Regions from separate parts of the Sus scrofa genome. Here regions 2 and 3 are each linked to region 1. The links are chromatin contacts, called in public Hi-C and promoter capture Hi-C maps. All regions are on one chromosome and are shown on one strand. Each heading gives the region's core, a stretch centred on a gene start, on an enhancer-like site or on the middle of the called end of the contact. The rest is flanking DNA. Distances are from core to core; before and after follow the strand shown.

Evidence for each region. Promoter capture Hi-C pulls out the DNA fragments that hold promoters and counts their contacts. Hi-C and Micro-C count contacts between places; a contact is called where the count stands out from the background.
Region 2: a contact with region 1 is called in a Hi-C map of omental adipose tissue, with 1.5 times the contacts expected there. The contact joins the promoter of BORCS6 here to the promoter of PFN1 in region 1. A contact is called at or near these places in 2 of 47 Hi-C or Micro-C datasets (embryonic fibroblasts and omental adipose tissue).
Region 3: a contact with region 1 is called in a promoter capture Hi-C map of liver, with 10 times the contacts expected there. The contact joins the promoter of PER1 here to the promoter of PFN1 in region 1. A contact is called at or near these places in 2 of 5 promoter capture datasets (fetal liver and liver) and 2 of 47 Hi-C or Micro-C datasets (liver and skeletal muscle).

What each region holds. Positions count from the first base shown.
Region 1 is chr12:51,960,229-51,964,744 of Sscrofa11.1, reverse strand. PFN1 (profilin 1) reads right to left here and starts at 2,103. Exons shown (of 3, transcript NM_001244416.1): 1 at 1,772-2,103; 2 at 115-307. The coding sequence starts at 1,903.
Region 2 is chr12:53,404,441-53,408,956 of Sscrofa11.1, reverse strand. BORCS6 (BLOC-1-related complex subunit 6) reads left to right here and starts at 2,205. Exons shown (of 3, transcript XM_021067862.1): 1 at 2,205-4,516. The coding sequence starts at 2,846. The coding sequence ends at 3,910.
Region 3 is chr12:53,374,778-53,379,293 of Sscrofa11.1, reverse strand. It overlaps PER1 (period circadian protein homolog 1), which reads left to right and starts at 2,571. Exons shown (of 24, transcript XM_005657042.3): 1 at 2,571-2,721; 2 at 2,951-3,087. It overlaps VAMP2 (vesicle-associated membrane protein 2), which reads left to right. Exons shown (of 5, transcript XM_003358281.5): 5 at 1-887.

The DNA of each region.
Region 1 (4,516 bases), core at 854-3,353:
GACAATCCAGCGTCCCAGGCCTGATCCCTTCATACTGGGGAATCCACAAAGAAAACCCGAAAGATTAGCAGAAGGAGGTCCATTAGGGAAAGGGCAAAAAACTCAGAAACTCACTCTTGGCAGTCATGGTGACAGTGATATTGAAGGTGGGGGCTCCGCCAGTGCTCTTGGTACGAAGATCCATGGTAAATTCCCCGTCCTGCAGCAGTGAGTCCCGGATCACAGAGCATTTCTGGCCCCCAAGCGTTAGCCCATTCACGAAAAAACTTGACCGGTCTTTGCCAACCAGGACACCAACCTCAGCTGGCTGGAAGGGGAACCAAGCACCATCAAGTTAGTCAGTACCCCAAGGTTCCCACCTTCTCCAAGGACCCACCTGCCTTCCATTTCTTCAGGAAGCTAACCCCCCTGGGAGGGGTGTATGTTATGTGCTTTGTACACACCAGTGAAATTTGAGCAACTCAGGACTGTCGGAAGTTCGTGCACAAAAAGATCATGATCCTCAAACTTAGGAGAATGGTAACAGAAAGGGACGACATATTCCCCTGGAGACTTAGATGTCATTTCTTGGGAAAGCAAACCCAGGAAATAAAGGGGGCCAAAAAGGAGTGAGGAGAGTGGAGTGGAATGGACTGGAGAGCCTTTGGATGCTCAGAAGTCTCCTTCAGGAAAAGCAGAAGCGAAGAGGGGAAGGGAGGGGGCGGGCGAAGCAGGAGAAGCAACTTTGCCCTTATTTGGTCAAAGGTTCTACAGGAGTTGTTAGGGGCCCGGACGCCTGGGTCTCTAAGTAACCTTGAGTTCAGGTCCAGGTATCTGTGCTCTAAGAGGAGGAAGCAAGATGTCTGGGGGCATTCCGGGAAAGTTGAAAAACTTTTGGAGGGGGCCTGGGGCTAGACCCAGCAAGCCAGCTCTCGGGTCTTGATACCCCAGGGAAACTCTCTCCCCTCCCCCTTACACCCCAAATCCCCACATCCGGTCCCCTCCCGCCCGGAAATCCCCTTCCCCCCCTTTCGAACTTCCGCTCCCCCTCCCCACTTCCGGGCAGTGTGGACTGGGGAGGTGGTGAGGGGACAGCAGAAGTCATCCCTTACTCCTTCACTGATAATTCAGTCCTAGAACTTCTCACAAAGTTCCCCTGCTCCAGGCCCCGCCGGATGGCGGGAAGGGAGGGCGAGGGGACTTCCGGGATCGGTCTCACAGGAATGTTGAGTCTAACGTGCCGACTGCGGGGGGGCGGAGGGCGTGAGGCGGCCTAGCCCTCTCTAACGGAGCTGGGAGGGGCAGGGAGCGCAGAGGACGGGCATGGGACCTTGGCCACGCGAGCCGGGCTCCCACCGCATAAGGAGGAACAATGGTGGAGGGGGCGCGAGCAGGCGGGCGGAAGTGGAGCTCAGGGTCCAGGGGTCCCCGAGTCCCTTCTCAATCACAATCCCGGGTTGAAACTGCAGCGTGTGCCCGCCCCGCCCTGGAGGAGACGGAAGTGGGCCGCCGCACCGGGCGGCGCGCCCCTCCCCGCCCTGTGCCCCGGATGTAACGCCCCGTCTCGGAGAGCGGGGCCGGCGGGCTGGCCGGGCGCCGCCGCCCGGGACGTACGACTCGGGGGGCCCCGGGACGGACCGGCTCACGTGCAGCCACCATTCGCGCCACTTCCAGGGCCAGGAGCGACCACGGCTTTTCGCTGCGCTCTCCAGAGCGTGCCCGCCCCCACCCAAGTCCCTCCCTCAGGGTCCAAGCCCGGCCAGTTCCCCAGACCCCGCAGGCCTCGCAGTACCGTGATGTTGACGAAGGTTTTCCCGGGGACGGCGGCCCAGACGGAGGGCGAGTCCTTATAGCCCACGATGGCCGCGTCCTGACAGGTCCCGTCCGCCATGAGGTTGTCGATGTAGGCGTTCCACCCGGCCATGGCGCTGCTACTGGGGCTGCTCTCGGGGCTACTGCTGGGGCCGCGGGTTGGGCTCGGGCTGCCTCGGACTGGCGGGCGGGGGAAGGCAGAGAGCTTGGGGCACGCGCTGCCGTCCGGACCGCGGCTCTGCTAGCTGTGCAGCAGCCCTCGCACCGCCACTTCCTGCTCCTCCCCACCCCCCTAGATTTTTATTTGCAAAGGGCGGTGGGGGCGGGGCCTACTCCTCATCCCCTCCCTCCTCCTTCTCGCCTGCCCAGATACCGAACTTTGCAAATGCAATTTAAAAAATCCCTCCCCCTATTGCAAAATTTGCCGAGTTCGATGGGAACCGACGCTGAAAGGATGGGAGGCGGGGGGGTTAGAGTTGGGGCTCGCGCCAATTTGCATAGAATATTAGACTTTGGTGTAGGGAAAGAGAGTGAGCCAGAGGGAGGAAGGAAAGTGAACGGAGAAAGAACTAGCGAGCTGCAAATTTAGCAGATTAAGAGGGTTCGGGGAACTCAGGGTTAAACGGAACGACTCCCCCTTCCCCCACCTCTGCTGTGGGGTTGCGGGGGGAGGAACGGCAGGCGGCGGCAGCGCGTGCGCCCGCGCCTGCGCCGGGGCAGAGAGCGAGAGCGCGTGGGGCGGTTAGGGCCGGCCGCCGGCTTCGCGGGCGCGCGCCGGGGCGCGCCGGGCCGGGCCGAATTGGACCCCCAGCGAAGGAAGGCGGGCCGGGGACGTGTCTGCTGCTGGGCGGAAGGGGCGGGGGTGAGGCGCGCACGTTACCGCTTCTGCACTCTTGATTTTATTTATTCAAGAAATAAAGGCAGTAAAGGGAAATTTGACAAAATACCCCGACCATTTTCCAAGTTGAAGGCGCCCACCGGGGACACTTCTGTCCTCAGCATCTGCACGGCGGCATAAGTTGCACTCGCTGGAGCCCACCCGACTCCACGGGGATTATCCCTCGCGCTGGATCAGCTCCAGCCTTAGGCCTCACTCCATGACTGTGCCCCGGTCAGCAGTTTGGGTCGCCGTCCGTCCCCCTTACCCTGTCTCTGCAGAGGTCACTGAGCCTCGGCGCCCGCGGGGCGCGGCGGGCGGGCCTATTTTTCAAGGCGGAAGAATACTAGGGTTTCAACATGCAACTTTTTCAAGAAGAGGAAAGTCCCTTCTACCCTGGCCCCCTGGGCCTTTTTCCTCTTCTTTTTTCAGTAAAACTTATGCTAAGAAATTGTGTGCGAAGAGTTCGTTCGCCGCCCGCTGGGAAGCGGGTGGGGTTAGGACCCGGCTTAGGTGAACCAGCCCCGGCTGGCCGCCGGGTCCGCTGAGGGGCTTGGCCGCTTCCGGTCCCTCGGGGGAGGGGCGCCTCCCGGGCGTGAAGGGGCTTCGTACCTTCCCCGTCCCCCCCAGAGGGGTGCGGTGCTCCCGAGGCCGCTGCGAACCCTAAAGGCACCCGCCGCCCCCCGAGCCTGGTTCCTCGACAGCCGCCGTGGCTGAGTCACTGGCCGGCCCGGGCGGGGCCGCACGCGGGCACGTGGCGGCGCTCCCCGCCCGCCGTCTCCTGACCTCTGGCCTGCCGCACCCCCTACCCCAGGGTGGAAATCTCCCGAGAGGGAGCGGCCAGAGATAAGGGGGGGGTGAGATGGAAGACGGGAGTAGGGATCCTGGGGTGGGGGCTGGGAGACCGACCCCGCAGGGCAGGCGGGGTGGGGAGGAGAGCTCGGGAAAGGGCCGGGGGTGAGTCACCAGGCGCTGGCCGCTCCGGCGCCTGCGGGAAGGACCTCCGAATCAGGGGCGACGAGCCGAGGCGCCGGTGACCCTCGCCCTTTGGCTGGCCAGCCTGCTGGCCCAAGCCCCAGCGTGCCCTCCGCTCCCGGCTGGGTTTGCAGCCCAAGTCGGCACAGACTTCACTCCCGCCCAACACGCCCAGGCGGAGAAATTCACCAAATTCCGAGACGCGTTTTCCCGCAGGGCTGTTAGCAGACCACCCAACTGCCCCCCCCCACCCGCCACGGCGGTCAGACGCTCAGAAAGGGCCACACTCCTGTTCATTTTTTTTCACTTTGCTTGAACACCATTCATTGATAGACTGGGATCGCGACCTGAAGCGCCCGCCGTCGGTGGGGAAAGGGCTCCTGACTGGCAGTCTCCACGCGGGGCGATAAGTGCTGTCCCAGCGCTATCAGTAGGGCGCTGCGCCAACTCCGAGGACTGGTCTAAATTCGTCTGCCGGTCCCCTCCCCCACCCCCCTTGCCGGCCGAGAGAGGGTAGGATGGGGTGGGGCCGAGAGAGGCCGCTATGAGGACCTTAAGAGGTGAGACCCTCACGCCTACGGAGTGGGGTGTTCAGTTTTAGAGCTCAGAGCTTGCCGAGAACCCCCTGCCCCTTTCCCTACTGAGGACAGAGGCAGCCCCCCACGCTCTCCGCCTGACAAGTGAGCTGGGCACAAGTGAGTGGATGTCACTCCTGCAGCCCCTCTTCCAGGCCCCCTCCCCAGCCCTTCAGGGCTCAGGTTACCCCTGGCCTTTCCTAAAGGGCACCAGCTCCTCTTTAACCTTTGCAAAAGAGGAATCTAATCCTGGGGAGGGGAGAGACCCCCCGATTCTGAAGCCCCTCCTCTGTTTCTC
Region 2 (4,516 bases), core at 956-3,455, 1.4 Mb before region 1:
AGGCTGGGGAGTGAAAAACCCCTCTGAGCTCAGGAAACTTGCCAATCTAGCGGATCACTGTCAGTGTCCAGTGTGTGTGTAATGACCATGAGATGCTAGCCGAGCTGACTTGTGGCACTCTGTCCCTTTCTTTTGGAATAGAGGCCCCTAAGGTCAATAGCCTGTGTCATTTGTTCATCCCCTCTTTATAGATCACATCTCCAAATTCTCCCCCAAGCTGATTGCTTAGTTATCAACATCCATCAGACTGTCACTCCATTGTGTCATACAGGCCTAAGATGGACTCTTAAAAGGTTAGAAAAAATTCTGAGGTCACAGACCATATAAAAATGGGTCTGGAGTTCCTGCTGTGGCTCAGAGGTAAGGAGCCTGACTAGTGGGCCCTATGAGGATGTGGGTTCCAGCCCCGGCCCTGCTCAGTGGGTTAAGTATTCAGCTTTGCAGTGAGCTGTGGTGTAGGTCACAGACATGGCTGGATCTGCATGGCAGTAATTGTGGCTGTGGCATGGACCTGCAGCTTAGCTCTGATTTGACCCCTAGCCTGGGAACTTCCATATGCCACATGTGTGGCCCTAAAAAGAAAAAAAAAAAAAAAATGGGGTGGAGAGCTGGATTTGGCCCCACAGGTCATATTTTGCTGACCCTTAATGTAGTGGACACTGTGGTCACTCCCCCACAGCCACTCCCCCCCCCCCCCCTGTGTTGCAGCTGTTTGAGTTTGGAGAGAACTAACCCTCCATCTCTAGCTCCAGGAGGAGCATAATTGTTTTAACCTAGTCAGTTAACTCTTATCACCTTGCCAGAGTGATAGCTTCCAGATGCTCAGTCCTAAGTCAATCATACAGGGTATTACCCTGGCCAAAGTGACTAAACTGGGCATATGAACCAGTTTAGGCCAATGAGATGTGGAGGGAGATTAACTGGGGCTCTTGGGAAAGTTGCATCCTTCTTCTGCGAGGTCTAATGGAAGCTAGTCCTTTCTTCCCTTCTGGAAAGTGGGGGAGTGTATCAGCTAGGATTTCTGGTTGCATGCAACAGAAAACAATTCAAGTTCATTTAAGCACAAATAGACCTTATTTTCAGCATGCTGGGTAATTCACAGAATCTCTAGGAGAACTAGGCTTGGGTTTTACACAGCCAGGAAGCATTCCACTGCAGAAGTGGTCCAGTAGACGGTGGTGGGAGCCTAAACCATGTGCCAGGGAAGCTGGGAAAGGGACTGCTTGGTATTCCAGCTTTTGTAGTGAAGATGGGCTCTGCCTGATGAGGTGGAAGAGTCCTCAAACCCTGGGATTCAGATACCCTGGGAGGGGCCAAAAGAATGACTCTGGATCCTGGTTACAGACTGAATGTTTTGGGCTTTCTAAAATTCATGTTGAACCCTTACCCCACAATGTGATGGTATTTGGAGGTGGGAACTTTGGAGGTAATTAGGTTTAGGTCATGAGATTGGGGACCTCATGATGGGATAGGTGTCCTTATAAGAAGAGGCCAGAGGTGTTCCCTGGTGGTTCAGCAGGTTAAGGATTGAGTGCTGTTACTGCTCTGAGTCAGGCCACTGCTGTGGTGTAGGTTCCCTGGCCTGAGAAGTGATGCAAACACATCTTGAATGAGTTCAGGCCAAAAAGGAGAAATTAATGGCTTGGGGTCATTTACTTAATAAATATTTATTGAGCACCTACTATATGCTAGGCACTGTCCTAAGCACTGGGGCTACAAATGAGAACAAAAGAGACAAAAAGCCTTACCCTCTTGGAACTTACATGAGTAAGTAAGCAAATATATTGTATTCCAGATGGTGATAAGTGCTAGGAAGAAAAGGCAGGGAAGGAAGATGAATTGCTGGAGAAAGTGGTTGCAATTTTAAACACTGTAAGGAAGGCCTCACTGAAAAGATAGCATTCGAATAAGGACCCGAAGGAGAGAAGGAAAGGAGGAATATCCAAGATGAAAATTTTTCTTGGTTGATAGACCTAGCCTCAAAAAAAGGGTGGTTGGGGTGGGGGTAGTTGCAAGAGCAAGTCTAAATCCCTGAGACGTCAGCATGTCTGTCTTCTCAGGAAGAGTGAGGAGGCCAGTGTGGCTCCAGCAGGAGCAGTAGGGGAAGACATGAGATCAGAATGGTACCAGGACTCTGACCTTCAGGCTCATTCGTTTATTGAATGTTTTACCTAGTGGTGAAATCACACACCATCCTCCAAGAGGAAACTCTCAAACCTGGAAGGGGCGGGAAGACAGAGTGGCAAATGAGAAGAGAAGCGCTTAAGCCCGCTTCTCTGCCCACTGTGAGCCGCTCTGGGCAGTTCATTTCCTAGAACCATGGAACGAACCATTCATGTTCTGTTGAGAATTCTGGTTTTATCCTTTCTGATCAACTAGGCGCGGTTCAATCCCGACTGTCCAAGCAGGATATACTACTTCCATCCCAAAAACCTCTCTTAGGAACCCTGATTCCTGTCCTCACCAGATGTGTTTGTTAAGCGGCAATTGTGGGCCTGGCAACTGTGGGCGGAAAAAGCCAGAGCCCCGCCCCCGGTGGACTCTAACGTTTCAGGATCTTCATCTTTAAGATCTGCCCCCTCAACTTTTTGAAAGGGCTGGGCGAAGAGCGCAGCTGTCACCTCCTACTCTCCACCCCGCGGGCTCTCACGTGCGTTCGATTGCTCAATAACAGCGCTCCTTCTGGGACTTCCTGGTCGCCGCGCCCAATCAGAGTGTTGTTTCCGTCCTGACCATTGTCAGCCGGTGGCCAATCGGCGCGCCTCTACAACGCCCCTTAAAGGAGCCGCCAAGGCCTTCCCAGCCGGGGCGAACCAATTCCTCGGTTCCTGCCCCCAACTGCGGTATGGAGTCGCCTCGGGGGCGGCCTGGGCCCGAGGCGGACCTTCTGGCTCTAGGAGAACAGCAAGCCGCGATCTTCGGCGGCGGCCCGGGCCGAACGCCCTCTGAGCCGCCCGCAGGCCTCCGGCTGTCCGGAGAGGAAGAGGCCGAGAACGTTGAGGGCACGAGCCGCCACCCCAGGGCGTCCCCAAAGCCTTCGGGCTGCAGCTTCGTCCACCGGCCGGAACGGGAGCCTCGGGAGGATGAGCTGGGCCGGCGAGGGACCCCTTCTGGGGCAGAGAGCTGCCTGGGGGCGCCGGGTCCCGAGCATGATCCGCATGGGTCCTTGCGGCTCAAGAACCCTGAGCCGCCAGAGGACAAGCCTGCATCTGAGAGGGTCTGCCGTCGGGGGAGCCCTGGAGGCGGCGGGATGGATGTTGAGCAGGAGAAGGAAGACGATGAGGAGGAGGCGGCAGCCGGCAGGACTGGCCGTTCGTTCTCCAGCCGCCTTCAGGACAGCCGCAGCCTGGACGGGCTGAGCGGGGCGTGCGGAGGCTCCGGGTCCGCAGGGGGTGCCGAGTATGGCCCGGGCGGCGGGCGGCGCGCCACCATCTCCAGCCCCCTGGAGCTCGAGGGCACGGTGAGCCGCCATGGCGACCTCACCCACTTTGTCGCCAACAATCTGCAACTGAAGATCCGTCTGAGCGGCGCCCCTCAACCCCCGCCCCCTGCCCCTGCGCGGCCCTGTTCAGCTCCGACACCCACTCCGGCCATCCCTCCCATCGATCCCGACGTGCTGCGGGACCTGGAGCGGCTGAGTCGGGAGCTGGGCGGCAGGGTGGACCGTCTGCTTCGCGGGTTAGGTGGTGCGGTTCAGGAGCTGACAGCTCTGAGTGTGGGCTGCATCCAGACCTACCGTGATGCCGTGGACTCCTTAGGCGAAGCTGTGGACATGAGCATCAAGGGCATGTACACCCTGCTGGCGCGCTGTGAGGAGCTGGAGCGAGCTCTGCAGCCGGTTCAGGGGCTGGCACGCCAAGTCCGGGATATCCGACGCACTCTGGAGGTTTTGGAGGCCCTGTGCAAGTGACCAGGAGGGCGGGAGCGGCCTGGCAAGGCCAGGTATCAGCAGGATCTTAAGGACTCTTCAAGGAGCCTTGGTGGGAACCTGCCCACTGAGGGGAGGCCTATGCATTGGAAGCTTTTCCAGATAACGTTTAGCCGGCCCGCGACCACTCGCTAGACCTTATGCAGGTGTATATGGGAAGTTCTAAAGGCCCTTCTGGTGGGAGGAGGTGATGCTCTGCTTCTATTCAGTTGGCTCTCTGCAGCTACCTTGTTCTCCTAACTCTCTGCCCTAGTTAGAGCACTATCTCTGGGAAACCGGGGCTTTAGCTCTGGGTTTGGGAGACATGACTGCCATTATGTGATCAAGAAAGGAGAACGGTGGCCCAGCCCCCACTGTGGCCACCCTGACCTCCAGTGGTCACATCTCATGTACCAGAGACTGTGGGAGCTTAAGTGGTCCCTGACCACACACCATGCCGACAAGGATGCACACTTGCAAATGGATAACCTCCTGCTTCTGCGCTCTGGCCTCCTACCACCCCATTTCCCCAGCCATAACCTGGGTGGAGCTGGAAGAATGTATTGCATGGTAGAGGGGGTGACTTGGGAGTCGTCTCACTGCTCTCAG
Region 3 (4,516 bases), core at 1,322-3,821, 1.4 Mb before region 1:
CAGTTTGCCTCCCCTTCCCCGATTTTCCAAACCTCTTGTCCCTCCTTCCCCTCCCCCCAGCTGGTGTGTACGTGTCTTGGAGTTCAGTGTGTTATGATGGACCAATAATTCTGCCACTTGGAGTCTCTCCCCACATTCCTGCTCCCCAGTTTTCAAGTGGGGTGCTCAATTGACATTCCCATGGGGTCTCCCTCCCTCCCATCTGCCTGACCCGCCTCCTCCTCCTCCCAGCAGGAGAGTTGGGGGTTGGCCACAATCTGATTTTTCTTGGGAGAGGTGGCTACCTGTGTGTGTGGGGTCATCACTGCCTTGGGGAGGAGTGGGGCAGGGCAAAGAATCCTCCCAATTCCTGCCTGAAATCTCTGGCCCCACCCCTGCTGGGGGTTTGACTGAAAGCCCTCCTCACCCATTTGGGGGGTGTTGCCCTATCAGCTCCTCTGATTGCCCCCCTGAATTCGGGGCAGGGGTTTTAGTCACTGCCAATGTGTGTGTGGGACTTGCCGGAAGGTGGTGATTCTTTCCCCTCTCCAGGGTGGTGGAGCCCAGAGAGAGCTGTCTCCTCCTTAGGTGAAATGATAAGGAAGGATGTAACGTCTTTTTTAATGGCACAATTTTGGGGGTCTGAGGGTGCAGTCCCTTAACCTGCCACTGGAAGGGACCGCCTAAACTCTTCCCCCCACACTCAAAGGTTTCTGTGTGGAGGGGGAGCAGGGAGATCAAAGCTGTGTTGTGAAAGGGTAGGGAAAGATGCTGGGGGTGGGGGTGCTGTGTTCTAGACCCCCTTATTATCCCAGTGTCCCCTGCCCCGCCTTCCCTCACCCCATGCCCCCAATTCTGTGGCGCATCCAGATTGTGAAAATGTACAATAAATGTGTAATGAGTAACCAGGTGGTGGTTTAAGATCTTTTCCTAACCAGTGGGAAGGGTGTTGGATCTGCAGGTAAAACAAGAAGGTTGAGAAGATACATCTGGAAGAGACTGAGCTTTGCCAAGGAACCTGACCTTGGGCAGGGCAAAGTGTGATCCCAAAAGTGGCCACAAGGGGGCACCAGGAATCGATAATGTGTTCATGAGCCCAGGGCCTCAGCCTGGTGAACCCTGCGGTCTGGGCTTCTCAGCTTTCCCCCCATTCCTTTTCTGAGGGCATTTTGCTGTTTCTTGGATCCCTTTCTACTCCTTGACTTAACTCTCAGGTGTTACGCAGTTGCTCCTGTGGTCATTTACTCCTAGACCTGAAATAGGTGGACAACTGGGAAACATCTCTTCCCCTTTGTGCCTAGAACAGTGCTAACATCCAGAAGGGTTAATAAATACTAATTGAACAAAACGGCTCAGGGAGACAGAGGTGAGTGTGGTGTGGAGTCGGCTGCAGGGCTTGCCACCCCTGCCCTGTGTGCAGTCAGACTGGTGACTCTGGACCCCCACACTGAACTCTTAATCTCCAGCAACAAATGCAGCCGATGTGGTACCCTTGCATCTCTGACCCCGGGCACTTCAACAGTAGGTGGGAGTGCTAGGTGAGCTCCGGAGGGCCCATTTTTCTGGGCGGCAACATGAGGGTTCCGCATAGGAAATCTCGATAATGTTTCCTAAACTTGTCGGCTCATGAGAACTACCAGGAATGCTTTTTAAAATAGATTTTCAGGCCCCTTCCCCGGAGATTGAGTCAGCAGTTGTAAGGGACCAAGTGATTCTTATAATTAGGTATACAGTCATTATCATAATGTTCACCATTTGTTGAGGGCTTACTATTTTCAGGACAGGTACTAAGAGCCTTTTTACCCTTCATCTACTGAGTTCTTTACAGGCTTAGGATTCCCGCAGGCTCTTGGACCCGCCTTCTTTATGTGGGAGATCTGGGTTCAAATCATGATCCCATTAGAGACTAGCTTGTTCTTCCGGACAGATTATGTAACCTCTCTGAATCTCAGTATCATTAGTGAGGCGGTGGGAAGTGAGCCGCCGCCTCTTCCGGCTTTATAAGAAGCGCGTGGCCTGGCCACAGAAAATAATCTGGGAGGTGGCTATCATCTTTTTGTCATCATCGTCACGCGGTACGGAGACCTGAAGACCGCTTCACCTAATGCTCACACCTTCCAGCTACTGGGAGTTTCAGGTCCAGAGTCCCAGCGCGGGGGCGCTCTTGTCACGCACGGGACGGCTCTCAAAGCGCCCCCCACAAAGTTACGGGCGCTCACATCTGCGCCTGCGCAGACTCGGCAGTCTAGGGTAAGAGTGTCGTCAAGGAAAATCCCCAGCTTCTAGGTAAACAACTTGCCGCGTGAGACCGCCTGCACGTGTCCTCTACAGCTCCGGAATGTCTCAGCCTATGAGAAAATTGGGAGGGCTGGACTGACGTTTGCGTCACCAATCTAGGCAGGCCGGGGGTGGAGTCACAGCCAATAAGAATTTCGGATGTGAGTGGGGGCGTGTCTTTCCTCAGACCTCCAATCAACGCGCTAGGGCGGCCCCTCCCGCACGTGGATCTGTCGCTTGGTAGGCAAACTGACCAATGAGAAGGTGACGGCGGCGGGCGGTGCCAATGGTAGCTGGGCGGAGGCGGGGGGGGCCCCGCACGCGGCGCGGGGCATGGGTCGGCGCCCTTAGGCCAATAAGCTTGAGGGGCGTGGCGTCCTGGTCGGCGGGCGAGGCTGAAGGAGCGAGTCCAAGTCTCCGAGATCCTAGTTGGGAAGAAACTGTACCGCGCGTGAGAGCCGAGCGGTGAGTGCTCCGGCGTGGTGGGGTGGGGAGCGGGGAGCGGCGGCGATTGGTATAGGTTTTTCCCGCGTGGCGTAAGGAGGAATGTTAATGCAGTACCGTGAAGGAGAATGTGTGGATATGTGATCGCCGCGGTGGGAGCTCTAGTGGTTGCAGGGAATAGGGGCCGCGAACTCAGTTCTAGAGAGAAGGGAGCAGGAATCACTGATTTAAGATCCCTCGCTATTCCAAGGTGCCTGGATCCCTGACTGCCGCGGGGAGGGGTTCGGAAGCGTTCGGCAGCCTGAGGGAGCTGAGACCTCTGCTCCCAGGAGGTACCGGACCCTTTAGAACCAGTGGGGGACGTTCCAGTGCGTGACTGTTGCTCGGGTAGGTGCCTTAAGCACTTGAAAGAGGCCAGGGCGGTGGAGGGAGAAGTTCTCGTCGTTGTTGCTTCTTCGGTTAAGGACGCCGTTTCTGTGAGGATGCAGGTTCTATCCCTTGGCCTCACTCAGTGGGTTAAGGATCATCAGCTGCAGCGTAGGTCGCAGATGCAGCTCGGATTCCTTGTTGCCCGTGGCTGTGCCGGTTGCTCCAGCTGCAGCTCCGATTGAACCTCTGGCCGGGGAACTCATGCCTCATTTGCGGCCAGCAGTAAAAAGGAAAAAAAAAAAAAAAGCAGGAGTTGTGAAGCTAGAGAGAGGCCCTGGTAGGGCAGGTGGGTGGGTACCAAGGGATTGACAAGGTGACTTGAAAAAGGGTGGTGTGATGATTTATGTGACCCTGAGCCAGTCACATCTTGGCTGTGGCTCTGGATGTCTCTCTCATGTGTAAAAAGAAGGGGTTGGGCCTCGGAGCCATCCTTGGGAGTGAGCGTGGGGTAGGAACTATTGGATCTCAAGAGGGAGGATGGATTTGTGCAGATTGGATGCACGTGTGTCTTCCTGAGTCCTTGGAGGGGAGGAGGCAGGAACTGGGTGCTCTGGTATCTGTCTGTACAAGTAACCAGGCCTGTGGTAAAGTGACCTGTGATGAGGTGGAGGAGTCAGGAAGTGGGGTTCCTAGCAGATCACTGGGGCTAGTGGCTGCCAGGGTGATCTCAAGGACTTTGTGAGAATATGAAAACTGGGACAATGCGATTTGAAGTGTGTAGAGAGTGCAGACTGACTGTTGGGGCGGGGGGGATGGCATCTGTGTTTCAGGCACCAAACTCAGAATGGGCTGGGTATTTGAGAGGCCCAGGTCCCCCAGAGGTGGTAACACCTCACAGGTTCTTGAAGGGTAAGAAGCCAGAACGACAAGCCATTAACAGAGTTCAGATTCGAATCCTGGGCCCCATTTGTTAAGAGTCAGAGAACATATTATGAAGCAACTTAGGCAAGTTTAGTAACTTCTGAGCCTTAGTCGGTCTTTGTGCAATGGGGATAATGATATCTATCTCACAGGCTTGTTCTGAAGATTAAATAAGTTAATGTATGTAAAGTACTCAGCAAAATGCCTGGGTCATATTTAAAAAAAATTTTTTTTAGCTAAAAAATATGGCTGTATGGTGACAGTAACAGGAATGGGTGAAAGATTTCTGTGAATGCTGTGGTTAGGGACTGACAATGCTCACATTCTTAAGCTTTTTTGCAACTTTTAGTGACTCCCTCCCTGTTCTCCTCTTCCTGGTTCTTCTGGGCTGGAGCACCAGCCCCAGTCCCTCATTCCTCTCTTTTATCCCTCCCCCAAGATCCAGGCCCCAGGCTGGGCCACTTGCTCTGTCCCAGTTCGATTTCCTCATCCTTGACCCATTCTCCTCCCTGTCCCTCCTCCCTCT